Regions from separate parts of the Ovis aries genome. Here region 1 is linked to region 2. A link is a contact called in public Hi-C data. All regions are on one chromosome and are shown on one strand. Each heading gives the region's core, a stretch centred on a gene start, on an enhancer-like site or on the middle of the called end of the contact. The rest is flanking DNA. Distances are from core to core; before and after follow the strand shown.

Evidence for each region. A called contact is a pair of places that touch in the nucleus more often than the background predicts.
Region 1: a contact with region 2 is called in a Hi-C map of liver, with 5 times the contacts expected there. The contact joins two enhancer-like sites. A contact is called at or near these places in 10 of 16 Hi-C or Micro-C datasets (blood, hypothalamus, liver and 5 more).

What each region holds. Positions count from the first base shown.
Region 1 is chr12:59,567,862-59,573,584 of ARS-UI_Ramb_v3.0, forward strand. The region is part of intron 1 of RALGPS2 (Ral GEF with PH domain and SH3 binding motif 2); the gene reads left to right. Among named protein-coding and RNA genes, the nearest start is that of RALGPS2, 26 kb to the left of the region's middle. Within about 2 kb of position 4,425, at least 7 of the 54 cell types and tissues checked have an H3K27ac peak or open chromatin away from gene starts, as enhancers often do. A contact at or near this core is called in hypothalamus and liver, where this site is marked.
Region 2 is chr12:59,362,316-59,368,400 of ARS-UI_Ramb_v3.0, forward strand. No RefSeq gene overlaps it. Among named protein-coding and RNA genes, the nearest start is that of TEX35, 29 kb to the left of the region's middle. Within about 2 kb of position 1,541, at least 18 of the 54 cell types and tissues checked have an H3K27ac peak or open chromatin away from gene starts, as enhancers often do. A contact at or near this core is called in hypothalamus and liver, where this site is marked.

The sequences.
Region 1 (5,723 bases), core at 3,175-5,674, 210 kb after region 2:
TTGATGTTACACAGTTGAATTTGGTCCACACATAGCCGCCTTCTACATGTTAATCCCACCTGTTGTACTGAAGGAGTACTTTCTGAGATAGAATCTATCCCTGTTTTTGTTCTAGGCCAGGAGTTGGCTGACTTTCCATCAAGGCCCCAGATAGTAAATACTTTAGGCACTTTTTTTTTTTTTTTGTGGGCCATGCAGTCTGTGTTGCATCTATTCAGGTCTGCCTTTGTAGCATAAAAGGAACCATAAACAGTACAGAAATAAAGAAGTGTGGCCGTGTCCCAATAAAATGTAATTTACAAAAATAAGCCTGGGTCCAGCTTGTAAATTATAGTTTGCCAACCCGTTGTAAGCCATCAGCATTTTCTCTTTGGAACATTTGGCGTTTCTGGTTAGTTTCCCAGTGGTGGCTGGTTGCAGATGGAAGAAAGAGGTACCTTGTCACTTGCAGCTGCTCTGCTGTATTGAATGGCTTTTCTTGATGATGGTGTGGGGAGAGTGGATGACAGGAGCTTTAACTGAGAAAGAGAGTTAGCTCTTTAATTCTTTAGTTAGAGTTAAAAAAAAAAAAAAAAAAAAGGCTTGGTTCCCTTCTCCATTACAACCCATATGCAGGTGGTCAACAAATTCTAGCAAGTTTACCTTTGAAAAGTCTCTGAAATTAGGTTGTGTGTGTGTGTTTAATAGAAGTACTTATAACCTCTTGGCTGGAGCAGGGTAATACCTTCTTATCACCCTCTGCTTTTAAGGGTTCTTTTCTCTAATCCATCAACTTCCGCAGATGTTGCCAGCTACCTTTCTAAAATGGAAGTGTTATGGCACACATCTCTGCCTATAAAAAATTACACAGTGATTCCCAGTCATTCAGAGTAGTGGTTCTTAACCACTTTTTATTTCTGAGTTCCTTTGAAAATCATTTGATAGCTACAGATCCAGGAAAATGATTTTGTGTGTGTGTGTGTGTTTATCACACAGTTTTCATACTTTGGGGAGCAGGGCATTTCATGGCCCTAGGGTTTAATTCATGATCTCTCAGTTAAGAAACCTTGATTTAGAGAGTAAAGTGCATGTTTCTTCCCAGGCTGTTGTTAATATTTTGTGATCTTCCTCCAGTCTGTCTTCATAGATTATTCATTTCTGTACACACACGCACACGTACATGCATGCACACTTTTTCTGCAACACATTTAACCAGCATTGTCCTGACATGCCAATTTCTTCCATTCTTCTGTCTTTGCAGGTATTATTTACTCTTGTCAAGAATGTCCTTACCATTACCTTCCATCTGCCCAACATTTGCTTGTTAAGGCTCATCTCAAATATCAGGTTCTCTGTGAAAGCCATCCTCACCTTTCCTCCTTGACAGACATAAGTAAATATGGAGGAATTATAGTGACTGAGACTTGCAGAGAATCCTTCCCTTTGGAAGGGAAAGGTATGGATAAGGATGGAAGAAGGAAAATTCTAGGAGAGAGTTCCTTACTCATAAGAGATATTCCTCCTCTTAACCTCCGTGAGCCTGTTTCCTAAGTTGAATGTAATAATATTTATCTCAGGGGGCTATTAAAATAAATGAAGAATGTCTCAATCCCTATAGCACCTCAGTCTTTATGCAGGCAATTCCCTTCCTCTGGTCACTGGGTGGCCCCAGGATGCAGGAGCAAACATCTTCGGAGATCCAGTACTCTTGGTTCTTAATAAAATGTCTGAATGGAAAACTAGGCTGTAAATCTAGTAATACAAGATTGCTTGAAATCCTTCTGCCAAAATTGTGGTAAGGTGTGTGTTGTAAGCTACAAGTTGCTATGCTAATATTTATATTGTTACAGGCATTGCTGCTTTTAAAAGGCCAGTGGGTCTTTGCTACTAAAGTAAGTGATGCTTTTTTTTGGCTAGTCAGTTGCTGCTAGAATAGAGCCCCATCTTTCGCAAATTAACACTTATGGTTTTCACTGTTCGGTGAATGACTGGGAGGGTGTATGACCTGATAATTTGTAATTTTGCTGGGCACATATTGGTCCTAGTCTGCCACTGGTAGGCACATTTGTTATTCTCTGGGTTTTTTTGTGTAGAAACTTTTGATGCGAGAACTGTTTGTGCTGCAGGAGGCAACTATTTCTGGTGATCAAAGAGAAGTAGAAGAGAGTACATCTAGAAAGAGGAATTTGGGGTAAATTGTAAGATTCTGTGGTGGGTTAATAAATTCATGATGTAGAAGAGTCTGCTTTGCAACTTGCAAATAACTAGAGATTCAGTTCAGTTCAGTTCAGTCACTCAGTCGTGTCCAACTCCTTGCAACCCCATGAATCACAGCATGCCAGGACTCTGTCCATCACCAATTCCCGGAATTCACTCAAACTCATGTCCATCAAGTCAGTGATGCCATCCAGCCATCTCATCCTCTGTCATCTCCTTCTCCTCCTGCCCCCAATCCTTCCCAGCATCAGGGTCTTTTCCAGTGAGTCAACTCTTCGCATGAGGTGGCCAAAATACTGGAGTTTCAGCTTCAGCATCAGTCCTTCCAGTGAACACCCAGGACTGATCTCCTTTAGGATGGACTGGTTGGATCTCCTTGCAGTCCAAGGGACTCTCAAGAGTCTTCTCCAACACCACAGTTCAAAAGCATCAATTCTTTGGCACTCAGCTTTCTTCACAGTCCAACTCTCACATCCATACATGACCACTGGAAAAACCATAGCCTTGACTAGATGGAGCTTTGTTGGGAAAGGAATATCTCTGCTTTTGAATATGGTATCTAGGTTGGTCATAACTTTCCTTCTAAGGGGTAAGCATCTTTTAATTTCATGGCTGCAGTCACCATCGGCAGTGATTTTGGAGCCCCCAAGAATCAAGTCTGACACTGTTTCTGTTTCCCCATCTATTTCTCATGAAGTGATGGGACCAGATGCCATGATCTTCGTTTTCTGAATGTTGAGCTTTAAGTCAACTTTTTCCCTCTCCTCTTTCACTTTCGTCAAGAGGCTTTTAGTTCCTCTTCACTTTCTGCCATAAGGGTGGTGTCATCTGCATATCTGAGGTTATTGAGATTTCTCCCGGCAATCTTGATTCCAGCTTGTGCTGCTTCCAGCCCAGTGTTTCTCATGATGTACTCTGCATATAAGGTAAATAAGCTGGGTGACAATATACAGCCTTGATGTACTCCTTTTCCTATCTGGAACCAGTCTGTTGTTCCATGTCCAGTTCTAAGTGTTGCTTCCTGGCCTGCATATAGGTGTCTCAAGAGGCAGGTCAGGTGGTCTGGTATTCCCATCTCTTTCAGAATTTCCCACATCATTTCAGGGTTTTTAAGAATCATTGAAAGTCTGTTGGAGTAAAAAAAATTAGTTATACTTTAATGTGCTGTATACTATAGTAACATTCTCAAATTTGAGGATATTTCAAGATGTCTTGGGACAGATCACTCTTAAACATTGAGGATCTGTTGTACTTGAAGTAATTACACAGGTACCCATTTGTTGAGGTTTATGAATTCAACAGGAATGTCTTTCTATCACTGTGTATGTGTATGTATGTATATCTTCTTAATGAGACTTGTAAGATCCTGTAATTTAATAGTCCCATTTATAAGGACTGTCTTTTTATTGCCTCCAGTCCAAGCTTTTGTTTTTACTGTGGCAAACGTTGCCCTTTATACCAGCTTCTCCAGACTCACTTCCTGATGCTTCCCAAGACTCTTTTTTACATTTTACCCTCTAATTATATTGTACTCCACTATTGACTGTTCCCTGAATGCCAGTGACAAAGGATTTCACTGTCCCTAGCCTTTGTACATGGTGTTTTCCTTTGTCATCATGTTTACGTAATGAACTTCTATTAGAAGTGAAAAGAGAGAAACCAGATATTTTACCCTCTACCACTCCCACATTTCCACAGTGCTTAAACATCCAGTTAAGGATTAGTAGGAAGAGGGTAATTTGGCATTGTAGAAAGCACCAAGGATTAGCAGATAGAAGGCTTGTGTTTAAGAGCTACCTGTCCCTTTAATGATGTGAGCTTGGCCAGATCACATGACCTCCCTCCCATTAGATTGTTGTCTAGCTGTAAAATCAGGAGATTGGAAGCAAACTCACCCACTCCTTCTTTCCTTTACTTCTATTTTTCTTCCCTTCCCTTTTTATTCTTGCACATTTGAAGGATACAGTGGTTTCATGTTGCTTTATAGTAAATTACTACAGCAGTGATTCTCCTAGGGAGTTGGAAGGAATAAAGGAAGACCTGGAGCTTTGAAATGTACTCCAAGTGGAGATCTCCAAAGTACCTTTCCACCTCTTAAATAATGTTCATCTGTGTTATTCTTGGTAGTAAGTAGCATGAGGCAGAAATATTTGAGGGTTTATGTAGCTTAGTTCCAGAACACTGTTCACGAGATGGGTTCTGGCTCTGAGGTTGAAAGTGACACTAAATAAATGGCCACTAACGCCATCTATTGGTGGAAAGAGTTATACTTTTTATTAGAAATGTACCTTATTCTTTGAAATTTTGCAAGTTGAAGATTTTGGGGACTTCCCCACTGGTTCAGTGGTAACGAATCTGCCTGCAGTACAGAGACACAGGAAATGCAGGTTCAATTCCTGGGTTGGGAACATCCCTTGGAGAAGGAGATGGCAACCCACTCCAGTATTCATGCCTGGAAATGGACCAAGAAACCTATTGGGCTGCTGTCCATGGGGTCACAAAGAGTTGGACGTGACTGATCATACACACACTATGAAATGAAGATTTTAAGGCCAAGAAAGTTTTGTATAACTCAGAAGAACTTGTAGGATTCCCTCCACTTTTTACTTTGAAAGACTTTCAAACCAAAAAGAAAATTATGAGAGTAGTAAAGAAAGCTCCTGTTTACCCTCTATACAAATTCACCAATTTTCAACATTTTGCCCTGTTTACTTTGTAATTGATTTATTTCTCCCTCATACACACATATATGCTGTTTTTCTGAAATATTTGGGATTAGTTTATTTCTTAACAGCAAATTTATTTTTTTTATATAACCACAATATAGTTATTGAATACAGGAAACTGATACAGTACTTTGATTTGCAGTCTGTATTCTGGTTTCTGAATTGCCCCCAATAACGTCTTTATAGCACTTATTGTAGTCCAGTACAGAGGGTGTAGTTATCATGTGTCTTGGTGTTTTCTTTCATTTGTAATGGTTCCTCGGGTTTTCTTAGTGTCTCATAACAGTGGCATTTTTAAAAGACTGCATCTGTAGACCATACTTCAGTTTAGGTTTGCCTATTTCTTTGAGATTAGGTTCAGGATATGGGTGAATTTAACTCAGATGACCATTATATCTACTACTGTGGGCAGGAATCCCTTGGAAGAAATGGAGTAGCCATCATAGTCAACAAAAGAGTCCGAAATGCAGTCTTAAAAATGACAAAATGATCTCTGTTCGTTTCCAAGGTAAACCATTCAATATCACGGTAATTCCAAGTCTATGCCCTGACCAGTAACGCTGAAGAAGCTGGAGTTGAACGGTTCTATGAAGACCTACAAGACCTTTTAGAACTAACACCCCCAAAAGATGTCCTTTTCATTATAGGAGACTGGAATGCAAAAGTGGGAAGTCAAGAAACACCTGGAGTAACAGGCAGATTTGGTCTCGGAGTACAGAATGAAGCAGGGCAAAGGCTAATAGAGCTTTGCCAAGAGAACACACTGGTCATGGCAAACACTCTCTTCCCACAACACAAGAG
Region 2 (6,085 bases), core at 291-2,790:
GGGACCAGATGCCATGATCTTTGTTTTCTGAATGTTGAGCTTAAAGCCAATTTTTTCCCTCTCCTCTTTCTCTTTCATCAAGAGGCTTTTTAGTTCCTCTTCACTTTCTGCCATAAGGGTGGTGTCATCTGCATATCTGAGGTTATTGATATTTCTCCCGGCAATCTTGATTCCAGCTTGTGCTTCTTTCAGCCCAGTGTTTCTCATGATGTACTCTGCATAGAAGTTAAATAAGCAGGGTGACCATATACAGCCTTGACGTACTCCTTTTCCTATTTGGAACCAGTCTATTGTTCCATGTCCTTAAGGAGCATCAAACTTTGGTGCAGCAGGGTCCACGTGGGGCTGAAGGAAGGCAGTGTGAGATGTAGGTGTGAGGGCAAGATCTGTGGCCTCTGAAATCAGGACAGTTCCCTGGGGGAGGTGGGACTTGAAGCAGGTACGGAGGACAGGCTGTGTGTGAGTCTGGGGGTGAGAAGTGGAGGGATTGGGCAGCAGGAACAAGTCACCTCCCTCACTCTAGCTGGCAAGCCCCAACCTGTCCTGGCCTTCCGCCACCTCTCACCCCTCATCTGGTACCACTTCCCCTCCTCTCTCGGCTCGGAATGTCCCTGTCCCATCTTTACCCTGTCCCCTCTGCCTAGAATAATGCCAGCATGCAGGAGGTGGATCAGGGTGGTTGTCCTAGGGTGCTGAGCGGAAGTTCCTCTGAGGAGGTGACTTGTGGGTGCCCTTGACCTACTGGAGAAAGCCATGCAGATACATGTATGTGTACACGCATGTCTTCACCACGTCTTGATTTCCTGCAAATGGTGCTCCATGAGGCTCCCAGCCCCCTGCGGAGAGGTACCCAGGGCTTTAAGGCAGCCCCAGGTGTGGGCATGCAGACCTGGTCGGCTGGGGGAGTCCGGCTCAGGCTGCCAGGAACCACTTTCCTATTCCCACCTCAGACAGAGGGCAATGTCAAAGGCTGGTGGGCAGAGGACAAGCCCCCGGCATTCACGTGTTCTATTATCACCCGGCCGGAAGCAGCATCCTCAGGGCAAGAAGGTGAAGGGCAGAACACGCCCCCCTTCTCCGAAGCCCCCCTCGCTTCCCCTCGCCCAGCTTTTCTTCGAGAAGCACTGAGACCCATAAGAGAGCTACCCCGGCTCCAGGACGGAGTGCACTTTCCTGGGCAGCTTCCTTCCCATGTCAGGGACTGAAGTTTAAAGGACAAGGGAGGTCAGGGAATAAATGACTGTGACTAAGGCAGGGACCTCAAGGTTCCCTTTGCATAGACTGGTAATAGGCCTCTCGCTTCTGCCACGGGCTGTGATACAGTCCACCCGCCCAGAACATGACACTGGGAGAAATTTCAAGCGCCACTGAAATTAGTAGATGTTACTGTCTTCATGCACACTGTTTAGCTAAAAGTGGATTCGTTCCCGGCAAGGGAATGATAGCAACCTGACCCCGCGCATCACTCGGCGCCAAGCACTGTCTCGGTGTCCAGCCCCAGCGGAGGGAGGGAGCCAGGCTCGCAGGGTGCAGTTCCCGCCAGGCCCACTGGGTGGCGCAGGCGCCGCACTCCGTAGGGAGCTGACCGCCAGAGGCCGGGGGCTGACTTCTAAGGAAAGGGTCCCCGGGGGAGGAGGGCCCCTCCATCTGTCACAGAGGACCCTGGCCTCGCAGCTCCGACCTGGGAGATCCGCTGCAACCTCATCCAAGCTCGGTTCCGACAGAGGGCTTCCCTTTGCTTTCCAGAAACTTCTCTCCTGGGGATTCTCATCTCACAGAGCAGGCTCCAAGGCAAGGGCTTGGCCACAGATGTGCTGGAGCCCAGGAAAGGAAGTGGGGGTGGAGGGGGTGCAGGGAGGAGGGGAGCTCTCGCAAAGTGAAATGAGAAGGCCCAGTGGTCGATGCCAGACCTGGGGTCAGCCTTCTTGGTTTGGTAGTAAACCAGCCTGCCGCATCCTGATCTCCTGCAGATATTGGGGGGTTGGGGGGAATAGGGGAATGAGATGCTGTCCTGGGAGATGGGAATGGAGAGGGGAGATGGAGGCAGAGAAGCGGAGAGTACCCAGACTAGACACCTTGTCAAGTAGGGCCCAGGCCAGCTAGAATGAGGGGTGGGGGTGGGGGGTCCTCCTGAGTACAGTTGTTTGGCATTTTCTTCCAAGGTTCTCAGATGCTTGTGGAAACGTGCTGTCTCCCCTTCTTCTGACTTGATCCTTCTTCTGCCTCTGGGCAATGCCCCATTTGCCCATTTCGAATCTGCCTTTTGTTTGTGAGAAGAAAAAGAGATGAGCACTGGAGCTTTCTGGGGAGAGTGGAGCCGGGAGAGCCAAGAAGTGGAGCTGGAACAGGTACCTGGGGATTGATGCACGCCTTGAGTGTAGGTCTTAGGGCCCTAACCCACCTCCTGCTTCTTTGGCACATCCGCACCACCCCTGGGATGTTTCTCCACATGTAGCAGGGCCTTCCTTCAAGTTCATTGTCCAACTATGTCCGAGAGAGCTGAAGAGCAATGTCGGGATAACGTGCCTCTGAGCTATTTGTATAAAATGCAGATTCCACCTTCTTGTTTCTAAAGATTCTAATTCGAGAAGATGAGGATGGGGCCCAGGAATCTGCATTTTAACAGACACTGGAAGAAATTCCCAGGCATGGTGGCTAGGTTCCACTTGGAGCAATACCAGCCGAAGCTTTGGGGCACTATGTTTCACTGAGAGAAGCCTGCAGCCAGCAGCTCCTCCTTCCTTTCTGAGCATCTCCTCTGGCTTGGTGTGACTTCAGGGTCAGCAACTCTAGAGCATTTCTTCCCCTGCACTCAGCCTCTTCAGCTTTCCCAGGCCTGGTTTTACTTATTTTTCTTTCTCCTGACCTCACTGGAACATTGAGCTCCATTCTTTTAGTAGGTAAGCTCTTTATTAACATCAGCCTAGAATTTTGGGAAGCCTCAAACAGTTGTGCAGCATTGGATAAATCCTGTAAGAAATGAAATTATCATTTGCCAGCCATTATTATGGAACCTGCATTCTGCAACCATGTAATTTTCTTTTCTTAAATGATTCTGATTTGAGTCTAAAACACCTCCCTTCCCTTCCCACCCCCATTCCTCTGAGCTGAACCTCCTGAACTCTAGATGCTTGCACTGTCAATCACAATTTCTTTCATTCTTTTTATTCTTCATGGAATGAGAGAGGCACAAACAATGTTTTTAAATAAAATTTAGAAAATGTCTACATGTCCTTATCTCCTGGAAGAACTTTAAGTAACTACATTTCCCTGGGGTTTACTTTCCTGCCTGGCTCAACCTGCTATCATAAAAATAGAAAGTTGGCAGACAAATACACAGAGTCCACAGAGTTGGGTATTTCCTTATTGCATTTTTAAGAGCAGTATTTTGTAATTGCTGTGATAATACAAGGGATAATATTTGTGAGAGTAAGCCCAGAGCACATTCCCTGCTGGTGTCTGCCCTCTAATAACCCTGTGCGATGATGGCGACGCAGTACCAGGAGGGGATCATCACAGAACATTAATAAGGAGGAAGCTGAGAGCTGGCGCCAGGAGCGCTGCAGAGACAGAAAGCAGTAACTAGGCCAGGCAGGCCCGTCATTTTTGCACTTTGAGCAAGAAGTGAGAAATGGAAAACATTTTCTCTACCTTCCCAGCACTGATGTCTTTGAGCTGTGGTGCTGGTGAAGAGTCCTGTGGACTGCAAGGAGATCAAACCAGTCAATCCTAGGAATTCAACCTTGAGTATTCATTGGAAGAGTGGGCTGAGGTGGAAGCTCCAATACTCTGGCCATGTGATACAAACAGCTGACTCACTGGAAAAGACCCTGATGCTGAGAAAGATGGAAGGCAGGAGAAGAGGGTGACAGAGGATGAGATGGTTGGATGGCATCATCAACTTAATGGACATGAGTTTGAACAAACTCTGGAAGATAGTGAAGGACAGGGAACCCTGGCGTGCTGCAGTTCATGGGGTTGCAAAGAGTCGAACACGACTGAGCAACTGAACAACACCACCTTCCCAGCAAATATGGTGCCTGGCTCAGAATTTCCTCTGACTTTGTGTCCCCAAGACACTGGCTGCCCAATTACATGGAGCCAGATCCAAAGAGAAACTGTTCAAGAGAGTACAGGAGAATGACTGTTCCCTCAGTTCTGTGAGGACACATGGGTTCTGGCTGAGATGAGAGATTTGAGAGGGTCATAACTGAGCTCCAGATGCATCTAGAACCCTCTCAAAATATCACTTTTCTAAAATGTTTTGTCACTTTCTAAAAATTATATTTTCAAGTTAGATTCCACAATGTGTTTTCCACTATTTATTGGGTCTTTAAGAAAGAGATAATGCATTTCCTTGCTGGGCAGAAGGGTGCTAGACTTGCAGGAATCTTCTGGGTTGTAGCTACAGAAACATCAGTTCAGCTTATTTGCTAACCAGGGACAACTTGCTCTGCAGCAGCCACGGAGGCCTCAGGGACCCCATGGGCTGTGCAGGGCCTCTAGCCCAGGACTAGAACAGGAGCACACCCGGGTCCTCCAGGGAGCCGCTGGGCTGCAGGTCACTGACTGCAAGATTTGTTTGACCATGCAAGTGCCCGGGCTGTGTTTCCACTTCTCACATTTGCTTATTCTCCCTGAGAGGGGTCCATGTCATTGTCTGTTTACAGAGCAGGAAAGCAAGGCTGAGGGAGGGTAACAGCTGGCCGAGTCACAATCCCCCATGAACGTGCTGCCGCCTACCTGGGCATCCTGGGTGCCTAGAACACCCAGGGTATATGCAGTGAAGACAGAAGAGGGGCTCAGGGATCAAGCCCAGCTGCTGTGATTCACAAACCAGAGTCTTTCCACCTCATCAAAATGCCAGGAAAATGATCTTTGGCTTTTCCACTGAAGACCCAAGGAATCCACGTCCCCGCCTTTTCTGCTCTGATTCTGGAGCTGCGAAAGCCAGTCACCATTTCCTGCCTTAAAACCAAAGAATAAATTTTACAGTTATAAATATGAACATCACAAAGGACACGCTCTGGCTCATGGGGAGGATAAGGTGCTACAGAGCCTTGAGATGTATTTCATAAGTCACCACCAGGCCATCTCAAAATGGCATTTGGGAGACAGAGAAAATGAAAGTGTTCCCACTCTGGTTTGTTACTTGTTGTAACACAAAGCAGAGGACTGGGGGACGATCCTGGGCCAAACTTGGAGGGCTGGGAGGAACGCGCCTATGCCATGTAGACATAATCCAGACAAGCTCGTTTCAGACAGAACATTTTGCCTCTGGAAATCCTGAAACCTTCCTAGTCCTTGAATGTGGTAGAGTTCATCTGAACAGTTTAGAAGCCATTTAAGCACACGCAGTGGAGGCGAGGAGTGGGAGTGGTGGTCTTAAGGAGTGGTCTCTTGAGCTTCCCTGGTGGCTCAGACGGTAAAGAATCTGCCTGCAATGCGGAAGACCTGGGTTCAATCCCTGGGTTAGGGAGACATCCTGGAGAAGGAAATGGCCACCCACCCCAGTAGTCTTGCCTGGTAAATCCCATGGACAGAGGAGGCTGGTGGGCTACAGTCCATCCGGTCACAAAAGAGTAAGACACAACTTAGAGACGAAACAGCAACAAACCCCACTTTGAGGGCCAAAAATGAGATGGGCAGGAAACCGAGGTCTTGCCAGAGTGGTTTTACAGACAGAAACGCAAAGAGAAAAAATGTCCCGAGAGAATACATGATATGACTGATGGTGACACGAAGTGAAAAGGCCATCATAAATTCTTATAAAAAATAGAGCGGACAGATGGTCCCTAGATGCTTGAGATCGTGTTCAGGTCTTACCTCTTCCAGGGAGGTGCTTGTGGCAACACCAGCATCTAAGATCTTCCCCTTCTTTAACCTCATCTGAAGTTTTATAACAAGCAGAATACACCACAGTATTAAAAAAAAAAAAATATATATATAGCCTTAACTGGATTTGACTGGACTCCTTTCTCTAGTATCCACTTTGGGGTGGAAACCACTTCCTCAATGAGACGAATGATGCCTCGTTAGCACTGCCTTTCGATCCAGGCAAGAGGAAGCCTGTTTCCGGTGCAGC